Regions from separate parts of the Zea mays genome. Here region 2 is linked to region 1. The links are chromatin contacts, called in public Hi-C maps. All regions are on one chromosome and are shown on one strand. Each heading gives the region's core, a stretch centred on a gene start, on an enhancer-like site or on the middle of the called end of the contact. The rest is flanking DNA. Distances are from core to core; before and after follow the strand shown. Region 1 holds the start of LOC100192699 (oligosaccharyl transferase STT3 subunit). Region 2 holds the start of LOC100217150.

Region 1 (5,603 bases), core at 1,099-3,598:
GAATTAACCGGACCATCACACCAGCAAAGTACATACTTGTGAGGCCATACATAACAATAAATATTGTGGCATCTGACAGGCGCTTGAAACAGAAATAAAGGCCAGCTGGGAACAGAAAAAGGAGGATGTGGAAGTCAAACATGAAAGATGACCATGCTGTTGGTTGATGCTCAGAAACAGATGCGATGATTGGTATATGGTCCTTTGCATAGGTAGGATCTAGCAGGGAGTAAAATCGTCCTGTCCAAGGAGAGATGTAACCAGATGCAGTGCCAATACCAAGAGCCAGGGTGCCAACAGTAATCACACATGTAAGGGTAATTCGAAGGAATGACTTAAACAGTCTGGCATCGTTTAGCAGGTATTTTACCCAGTCCAAGAAGAAGAAAACCTGATAAAAGAAAAAGGTTTCTTTTAGCTCTCGTGTATGCACGCTTGTCCAAAGAAGGTACAGGAAGACCTTAGTATCAACAGTTCAGGATGGCACTACACTTCTGCTAGTGTTGAATAGAGATAGGCAATAAGCATCAGAACACTACTGGGATGGATGGCATCATAAGAGCTTTTCAAAAAAGGAGTCATGTATTATCCATTTTACCTTTACAAACCAGATACGGAATCAAGAGTTATACATGGTAAATGAAGCAAAGATAAACAGCAATATCTGAAGTGTGCGTAAATGCAGCAGTATCTCTTAATGTTATAAGGAATTTTGGTATCAGTATGCATTTTCCCAAATCAGTGTTTTCTGATGCATGCTGCAGCCAGCTCAGACTTAAGCAACTAATGTGGCATTTAATTTGACCTCAGACATTTAAGTCAAATTTTACTATTCTAATCAGTGAAACATACTTACATGGACACTAGCACATGTGTAAGTGTATCACTAGATTGCGAGTGTCCACTTCGCAAGATTTATTGGGCACACGGCACACTTCAAACGTGGCACAGGTAACGGAAGATATGACATGGGTTCTAATATGGGGGTGTTTGAATGCACTAGAGCTAATATTTAGTTGGCTAAAATATAGCTAGTGGAATTAGCTAGCTAACAAATAGCTAGCTAACCGTTAGCTAATTTGCTAAAAGTATCTAATAGCTGAACTATTAGCTAGTCTGTTAGGATGTCTTCAGCTAATTTTAGCAGTTAACTATTAGCTCTAGTGCATTCAAACATGGCCTGTGTCAGCCATCAAACAACTCCAGACTATCTATCTACTAAATCAGTTATATGATATTCAAAGTGGTGGTGTTCATTTGGTCTCGGTCTCCAAATTGGATCAACCCATGCCATAAGAATGCAAATGAAAATTACCTGCAAAAGGAAGAAGACTCCCATAGCAGCCATGTGCTCTCCGGACTGCACATGTTGGAATCCAACAAAACGGATCTGCATCGCAAGCAACATCCCAAGCACATACATGCAATTGTAGGCCACGTAGAGCCTTTGTGAGTACCTCCCGGTAACAAGCAGCACAAGCACATAGAGCGGGACGAGATTGATGATGAACACGTAGCCTCCCCATGCCGACACCATGTAGAAGTAGCCGAACGCCGAGGCAAGCGCCCAGGCGAGCGACCCGGTGTTGACGGCGCGCACGAAGAAGTAGAAGGTGAGCAGCAGCGCGAAGATGGCGACGCCCTCGTTATCGTAGGACCCCGCGACGGAGCGGGAGATGTAGCCAGGGACGGTGGCGATGAGCGCGGCGGCGACGAGCCCCGCCCCGGAGTCCCAGATCTCGCGGCCAAAGGCGTAGGCGACGAGAGTGGTGTTGGCGGCGAAGAAAGGCGCGGTGAGGACGCAGACCTCGCGGATGTGGACAGCGAGGGAGAGCGCGCGGAGGAGGCGGTGGAGCAGCGCGGCGGTCACCATGAGACCCGGGAAGAGAGTCCCCCCGACGACGCGCCCGAGCGGGTACCAGCTCTCGGAATCGAACCAGTTCCAGAACTCGCTAAAGCCGTTCTCGGTGAGGAAGAGCGTGGTGCGGTAATTGAAGTAGGGGTCGAACTCGTGGATCATAGACTCGTAGCGGAGGACGGAGAAGAGGCGGACGGCGAAGGCGAGAACGTAGATGAGCGCCAGCGCCGAGACGCGGAGCAGTAGCTCCTGCTGCTTCGTCTTGAGCCGCAGTGACCGGAGCGGCGCCGGGAGGGAGGCCAGAGCGGAGGGTGCCATGGCGGCGCCACGCAGTGATCCGGACAGGGTCACTACTCACTAGGGTTTCATTTCATGCGCGCGACGTCTGGGGCAGGGGGGGTTTAGTGTGGAATTCGTTTGGTCTGGATCTGAGATCAGGGGACGGGCGGGGAAGACGAGTGCAGCGAGAGCGAGACCGAGACCGAGCGGAGGCGACGGCAAGCCAGGTTCTGTCGGGGAGTCTAGTGGATATCCATATCCATTTGGATTTTGGAGCATAAACATACTGACTGGTGGGACCAGGACGGTCGGGAGGCAGTTGTCTGATGTGGAGGATGGCACGTAGGCGCATCTGTTACACTGAACAATGAGTCCCACTAGAATCAGAGTGGGCGATAGGCTGAAAGGGAAAGGACACGTTGGTTTTTCTTTGAAGGACATACACTTGCTGATTTGCTGTAGGGTTGTACCTACATGTCAGCTGTGGAGTTACTAGCCTGCGTAAGGTGTAGAGATGGCAATAAGTAAAAACCCACTGGATATTAATTGGCCAAACTCATACCCGCGAAGAAAAATACGCCCGCTAAAAAATTCATACCCATGACAGGTATAAAATTTTGCCCAAATCCATACTCATGCGGGTTTCGGGTACCCAACAGGTTTCTCATACCCACTAACATCAACATAAAAAATAATTCATCATGTAAATGACAATCAATACATTAATAAGCTAGCATAAAAGGAACAAGTGATAACTAATTTTAGCCTAAAATTTGTTACATAAATTTTATTTCAATTAGAACATATTCAATTAATAATATTATGATACATATTTATAAGGAATAATGATTTTAAGGCGGGTTTTAAAAACCCATGGGTTTGCGGGTATGGGTAGTGGAAGAACAAACCCATATCCATGTACCCGTTGGGTTTCCATTTGAACCCATTAACAAACCCATGGGTAAAAAATTGACCCAAATCCATACCCTAATAGAGCAAAAACCCAACGGGTTTCGGGTAGCGGGTACCCATTGCCATCTCTAGTAAGGTAAAAATATAGATGTTCCTGTGCAAAGTCTGTTAAAAAATAACTTTATCGATAGAGAAAAGTGAGAGAACTTAAGTTTGATCTTAAGAATCAGGTTGAAATAGTCTACGAGATGTTTCAGCAAAGACATATGCTTCGTTTGGAAACTAAGTTTCGGTAAATAAATTGTGACGACCCTTGTGTTTGTTTCTTTGTTTTCCCTCCTCTCTATGTTATCTTCCATTTATTTTCATTCTAATTATCTTGACTCTTGAGTTGCTCACAAGTTTATTCCACACATACATTGAGCAAGACTTTACAAAAACTCATCACTCTAACTCCGATTATCTTACCTCTTGCTCTAACCGACTAATTTGGAATCAGGTTTTTGTTAGTAAGTGAAAAATTCCAGGTTTCGCGTATTCACACATCTCTGGATGACTTTCAAACTTCAATACTCTATAGCTTCTTAGTAGACTATATATCACATGTGTTGGATTATCTTGTATTGTATTAGACTATCTTGTACCTTTTAAAAACTAACTTGTGTTATATAAGACTACCGTGTGATTCGAAACTTGTCATTAAATTTGAACTATTGTGGTGACACCGTCTTAGACTCAAACATAATTCCACTGAACAATAAGCAATTCATGCATTACCCAACAAAGTATGTAATAGTCACATATATCTAGCTAGATAATATATGTATCAATCACTTATCCGTCCGAATAAATATTATATCCCTATTCGATCTCGAATTCGATTGAAATACATTAAAGTAAGATACAAGATGCCCTCGAACCTATCGGTTTCACCTCTAACTCATGAAGGTGAGGTTGGGGAGCCACATGGATGTAGGGGTTAGGGACACGATGGATCACACTCTCTTCAGGTGCAACTAACCTTCTTTTTTCTTTAATATTGTCTCCCATCATTTCTACGACAATATGCTCGTTCATCGCTATGGTTTCTATATATCACATATGTAATTTTCGTTTTAGTAAAACACAAAAAAATGTTGATTATGTGGGTGAGAATGTGGAGCTAACAACTAATGTTTAGATCCTTTATATAGTTGAGATTTGTTTAAGACAACTCTTTATATGTCTATATCTTGTTTTATGATTTTTGTTAGACGTTTCAAGTTATCCAATGTACATTCTATTCATATTAATGGAGATATTTTTTGCAAAACTTATGTTGAATTACTAGGTGGGTTTAAAAAACACCTCCACTTATGTATGTTAGAATATTTGGATGTATGGTTTTATAGGTTGGCATGGGTGCACTAGATATGCTGGCTTTGTTATGGTGTGCACCCATGAGGCCATGACAATCTGTGCGATCATGCATCCAAATGTTTTATGACAAATGTGTGTTGGATCACGAGATAGTCCTTTTTTACAAAAAAACACTTCTGTTGATGTGCATTGGATACAAATCGGATGCCTTCGAAAATGTTTAGATGCATGGTTGCATACTTGCATAGGTTGGCATGGATGCACATGATATGCTACCTTTTGGCGAAGTTTCAATTTTAGACTACCTTAATCTACTTAGAACTATAATATTTTATTATTGTTGGTTTATGTATAGTTTATATATGCATGACATGGGTATTTTGGAAGGTGGTGTCTAGCCCATACTTATGTTCCAAAATTTTCAAACAACTATAACATAACAAGTATTGAACTGTCCTTGCTCTTCAGAAAGGAATAAGTCAACATGATGCGTACCAAAACTGTCATTTTCTCTTTGTCAAGAAATGAGAATCACTTAAGGCCTGTTTCGATCTCTTCATTTTTTGAAGGAATTTAAATCCACTTAATAAAGTAGGTTATTTTACTTGGAATTTGACATTCCACCATTTTTTCAAAGCCGAGATATAATCTCATCTCCAATTCATAGGATGAGAGTGTGAAAATTGATTTTATGTATCAGTAGTCTATAATTCTATTCTGCAACTTGTAACACGCTCTCCGGCTCGCTCTCTTATAATAAAAAATAAAGCACATAGATATCTCCTTCGTATGGTTAATAGTAGTATACAAATATATTATATATAAAATTGAATATATTAATTAATCTATGTCTAAATTAGGATTATTGGAATGAAATTCAGTTCCGAGAATCAAACTGGGCGTACCAAGAAGAATCCCTTTCGATGGGTGAAAGATCCACCACCTCACTTGCAAACGAAGAGGCTGAACGGGCCGCTGGCGTTCCGTTTCCCTGGCAGTTTTATTTTCTGGACCGGGCCGGGCCGAATTCCACCTCTCAGAAGACGACTTGGGCTGAAAAGGACCGAACTTTTAAAAAAAGAAAAGCGAAAAGAGCATGCTACGTTAGTAGCACGGTCGTCGTACTGAGTCCGGACTGTTTGCGACAGCGAATATTCCAGTAGCATCTGAAGTTCTGTGTTCTGATTTTAACTCA
Region 2 (5,603 bases), core at 1,183-3,682, 430 kb after region 1:
AAGTTCAGGCATTTCAACTCAGGAAAAGCATGGTGCCCAGTTGTGAATAAAACAGTAAATGTTTATGAGACCAGAAGGGGAGTCGTTTCGTTCAATTGCAAACTTCCTTGGGTAACCGAAATAATGCAAAAAACTACTGATTCTGCTGAACCATTCCGTGCACAAATAATATTAGAATATATATCTCACCTCCAGGGATTTTCTGAAATAATGGTACAAAAATAACACTGGCCAGAAGCAAGTATAGTATGTCGAAAAGTGAAGCTTCTTCCTCATTTACCTGAATAGGGAATGAAGAGCATAAGGAACTTACATGTGAGCTATGTTCCATCATAACAGTTGAATATCATAGACGAACACAAAATGAAATCAGAAATTAGTAGTTCAAATGAGGAAATTGTACCTCTTGATGAGGTAAGAGCTCTATTAGCTTCTTTACTCTCTGTGGAATTCGCCGTATCTCAAGAACTATGGGCTTTGTTGTGGAGGTTACCTTTCCAATACTTGTGGCAATGCCTTGCTGCTGAAATAGTTGACTCTTCTCAGCCCTATTTAAGAAGAATGCCCTACAGGACCCATAAAAAAACTTTAAGGTATCAGCTAACTGACATGAATGAAAGTGATGCCCACAAGTTATAATAAGGAAAACACTTCCATCCAATTTCTGATTTTCAGTGCAAAGAAGAGGTGACTATACAGAATACAGTATACTTATCTGTACAGAAATAACAACCAACAAGGTAAATTGGTGGAGTGCGGTTATCTGAAATCAAATCCTTACTGCAAAATGCAAAACCAAAAAACACACACAGCACTTGTCATGTGACTCACCCTGCACCGAGAAGCAATATCCCAACAACAAGCTTCGGAGCTTGTTTTTGCACTGATTTCATTAACCCTCGGAAGACAGATGTAGGTGTAAACTCTCCATCAACTTTGGAGGAGAAGAAAGATGCCGAGAAGAAACGGGATGATCTCTTCACCAGTGCTTTTGGAGCACTCAGTGGTTCCTTGGTGTGCTCCTTTCGTTCCATTTCTTGCTTCTTCCCTTGTTTCGACTTATCTGAATCAGACTCAGCTTCTTTCTGAGGCTCAACAGACATCTTATTACTGCTTTCTTCATCATATATTTCACGGGATGGTTCAAGCTGCTCAAAGCCCTGAACAGTCAAGTCACCGACCATTAGGCGCTCGATACTTGACACCTCATCCCTTACATAAACATCATCAGTGACATCGCTGCTATACTCGTACCCTTCAGAAACGCTGTCTTCTTCAGTGCTTCTCTGCTCTTCAGCAGGTGACGGTAGCTCCACCACGGTATCAATCGAGGCTATGGCCTTCTCCGCTTTCAGCAGCACCATTTCCGCATCGTTGACACGCTGTGAGGCTTCCATCTCAAGAGCCACCGCCTGCTCAGCCAGCACCATTATATTGGCAACATCTTCTTCGGCGTTGGACGCATCCATCTGGGCCTTCCCAGCGAGATCCGTCAGCCTATCAACCTCCTTCTGCAGCTCCATTTTCTTGTCCTGGACACGACTCAGCTCCTCCGCGCACCGCGACAGGGCTGCCCGACAATCCTTAATCTCTTCCTGTGCAGACAGGAGGGCCTCCTGCTCCATGCCTTCGATGCTAACCTCCGTCGGGCCTACCGAGCCCCGGTTGGCCTCCAGCGCCTCCGCGGCCAGCTGCAGCCTCGCCTCGGCCATGGACAGCGCCATGGTAGCCTTCTGGACGGCCTCCTTGGCGTCCGCCTCCTTGCTGATGATCTCCTGCACGGTGGCTACGGCCGCGCACACATCCCTCTGGGCGCCGTCGGCGCGGTCCTTGAACGCGATGGCCGACTCGGATATCCGCTGCGCCTTCTCCTCGAACATGGTGCTGTTGACCCTGGCCACCTCCAGCTCGTTCCTGGACCTCTGCAGCATCTCCCTGAGGCCGTCGACGTCGGCGAGGCCCCTGTCGTCGTCGGACCCCGAGCTGGTGGGCACGTTGTCGTCGACCTCGCCGGAGCCCTTAGCGGTCTCCAAGGGGCCGTCGACGTAGGCCAATGAGTCGTTGCCCTGGCAGCGCGGCCGCCATCTGGCGCGGAGACTGAGATGACTCCCGCGCGTGGGAAGCAGGTAGAAGAGCCGGAGACTGGGATGACTCCGGCGCGTGGGAGCCAGGTAGAAGAGCCCGCCGCGGCCGCGGAGGGTGGACGCGGCGGCCGTGAGGTTCCCGTTCCCGCCGCCGCGGTGCCGTGCTCGCCGCAGGGAGCAGGCCCGGAAGCCATTCTCGGCGGCGCCGATCTGCAGGCCCGCCCGCGGGGCCACGCGGCTGGGCCCGACGCCGGAGGCGAACCTGGACAAATCCATCCTCCCCTATCCTGTACCGTGCGGATCAAACCCGCAGAAAAGGGGAGGTTGGGACGAGAGAAACAAAAGCGGAGACAGGGAGTGGAGTGCTCACGGACTGGAGAATGGAGGCTTGTCACGGGAGAAGCGCCGAGGAGGAAGGAGGGAGGGGCCCCGGCCTCATCCCATTCCTACGATAGGACTGCGCGAGGGGGGAATGGGAGGCGCGAGGGAGGCGAGCTCACCTTCTCACTCGCTGCCACCTGCCACTAGCGCTCGTGTTTCCTTGTGGTCTTGGGGTTTTGTTTTGCGTGTCTTCTCGGCAGCTGCGGCGGTGGAGCAGGCAAAGCCCGCCCGAAAACAAGCCGAGCGGAGCCATGTGAGCGGTGGTGAGGCTGCCCCGTGCCCGGTCCCGGTGCCGTGCGTGTGCGTGCGACCTGACCTGAATAATCTCTCTCGACTGGGTTTTATTCCGCAGAAAAAAGTGTTTGAATTTCTGCTCCTCGGATAATGGTATATTCCTCACTATTGGCACTTGTAGCCCCAGCGATTCAGCGACGGGGCCGCCACGTCACTAGAAGCATATAAACCGGTACATATTGAAACTAAACAAACAGACTAAGCATATTTGTTGGCTTCTTTGATCTCTAGGTACATTGAACACGAATGTGTTCCGAAAAAAGATGTGGATGAAAAATGTAACATCAATAACTCCAGTCTCTTTTGTTGCCTTGAGATTGGAGCCTTCCCCGTTTCTTTGGAAGGGGTGGTTGGTTAGCTAACAAGGCGTTTGGTTTCTCGTATAGCATGTAGCACCTTAAATCTCATTTTTAGAATATAGTAAAAAATTCGAAGATTTTTAATTAGAATATTTTTTATAAGAATTCCTCAAGGAGCATAATCACTAGATTCTCCTGTTACAAGTTTATTTGATAACATAGTGCATATGATTTGATCACATCTATTATACTTTTGATCATTGAATAGCTTCAATTGATACTTATGTTGCTTAGTGCTTCATGTACTATCAATTGATGTCTCTCATGTATATACACTAAGTTAAAAGGAGAGTTTAGGATAAATTTATGCAATTTGTGATCTACTTGATATGTGATAATAATGATTTGTTTAGAGAAAATGATCACTAGTTGTAGAATTATCTGTTATGCAAAATAATTCTATACTTTGTCTTGAGCATAGGACTTAAGTAACTAAGGCTAAGGACAAAGTACAATGAATAGAGTGTCTCTATGTGAAGGTACAAAAGGGTAAACTACTTCCTATCATTTACACATGTGCCTAGATTTTTCTCTTATACATATATTGCATATCTTTAAGTTACAATAGGAAGAAGAAACATGTCTATGCATAACCATGCTTCATACCTAGTTTAACCTCTCAAAATTTCATTCCTGCTTTGATGCATTTTTGTGTAAAACTGGATGAAGTGATATTCTTGTCAAAGAGCTTAAAGCTTAACCTTGTAACGAGGATAAGCTACCTTTGTTCTAAAGGTGGAGGTTCCTTAAGCTTCCTTGAACCATTAAGGGTAAATGCATCAAATGTTTACAACATGCCTTCGTCAGTGCATAGTCTGTCATGAGCATCACATTTATATTATGAGCATTGCACTTCACAATTTCTATGATATAGATATGTTCTCATTGACCTCATTATGTGCATTTGGCATTTAAGGCCAAAATATGTATTCATCTCAAGGCACATACTTAGTAGGAGCAATCTATATTATAGAACTATAACAAAGCTTAATTGACATATATTTTGATCTTATATCTCTTTCAGTTGGTACCTGCTCTTAATTCATATTTTTTGCTTATGCCAAAGTTCAATGTGTAGAACTTGCATCCTCAGACCTCACAAATCCTAAAGTGCATTGATCTACAAGTATTCATCACTTGTATGCACAAGTTTAGGGGGAGCAATTCTCTACACATTAAATCCTTGAGACTAACCATTCTTCAAGAATATGTTATGCTTAATTTCAATTGAAAGGGAAATGGAGTTTTGAGCAAAGGGAGCGCTTCCACTTCATATTCGTTCGGTATCAAACACCCTTGTTAAAACTCATGTACTTCAATTCTATATCTATATTGAAAAGGCCTCAAAATTTCTTCGTTTTTTGTGCTTAATGTCAAAGGGGGAGAAAGTATTAGGACAAAGCAAAAGGACCGCACCACCACCCTATTTTCTGAAAATGATTTATCTTCCAAATTGATATTATTGCATTTGCAAAAACCCTCTTGACAGCTAAGAGGAGAAAAATTGTTTTACACCAAAGGGGAGAATTTCTTCAAGTAGAGTTTTTTAAATGGCCAAAGGAAAAACATTTGAAAAAGGGGGGAATCTTTAAATCTTAGAAATATTCTTAAAATTTCATTCTTGTTCCTTAGGCCATATACAAATAACTTTGAAAATATTTTATCAAAAGTTTGCAAAAACCATTACATGTGTGCAAATGTGGTCCAAATTACAATCATGTCAATATCACTCATATTCACTTAGAACTACTTTCATTTCAGTAGCTTATGAACACTTGACAAATTGCAAACTAGTTATAATTTCATACTTCATATTTGCTTTGGTTTGTGTTGGCATCAATCGCCAAAAAAGGGGGAGATTGAAAGGGAAATGGCCTTAAACCATTTCTTATATTTTGGTGCTTGATGACATTCACAACCATTTGGATTAAATAGTTTGCCTAGTCTCTGATTCATAGGTTCACAAGATCAACAGTTTAGTTTCTAAGTCACAATCAGCTCAGTTCCAACCAAATAGGGGTAAAACATGGAATAGATGAATTACTAATAGTTCTCCTCTTTGGAAAAGTTCTAAAATACCCCGAGGAATCTATTCAACACAACCTGTGGACTAATATGTTTGCTAGTGTTTATGTTTATAGTTCACAGGATGCAAAGAAGATAGGCCTAATGCATAAGAATGCAACACCTCAAAAGAAGACATAAAAAGAAGCAGATAAGTCCAAGACTCGAGCAAAAGAAGCTCAAAAGAATCAGCGAAGAAATCCAAGAAAAGGGCAGTCAACCAGCGCACTGGTGGTCCACCAGACAGTGAACAACAACATGTCCGGTGGGACACCGGACAGTCTGCGCGGAGAGGCCCACAACAGGCGCTCTTGGGCTGTGGCACCGAACTGTTCGCTGTGCACCGGATAGTCTGGCAACGGTCGACTGTCGCAGACCTCAACGGTCGGCTGACGTGGCCAGGGCACCAGACTGTCCGGTG

The links. A called contact is a pair of places that touch in the nucleus more often than the background predicts.
Region 2: a Hi-C map of leaf shows a contact between it and region 1, with 2.5 times the contacts expected there. The contact joins the promoter of LOC100217150 here to the promoter of LOC100192699 in region 1. A contact is called at or near these places in 2 of 25 Hi-C or Micro-C datasets (ear and leaf).

The regions. Positions count from the first base shown.
Region 1 is chr10:150,360,497-150,366,099 of Zm-B73-REFERENCE-NAM-5.0, forward strand. It overlaps LOC100192699 (oligosaccharyl transferase STT3 subunit), which reads right to left and starts at 2,349. Exons shown (of 6, transcript NM_001137902.2): 1 at 1,316-2,349; 2 at 1-391. The coding sequence starts at 2,176.
Region 2 is chr10:150,790,642-150,796,244 of Zm-B73-REFERENCE-NAM-5.0, forward strand. LOC100217150 reads right to left here and starts at 2,433. Exons shown (of 20, transcript NM_001357053.1): 1 at 832-2,433; 2 at 404-566; 3 at 190-280. The coding sequence starts at 2,360.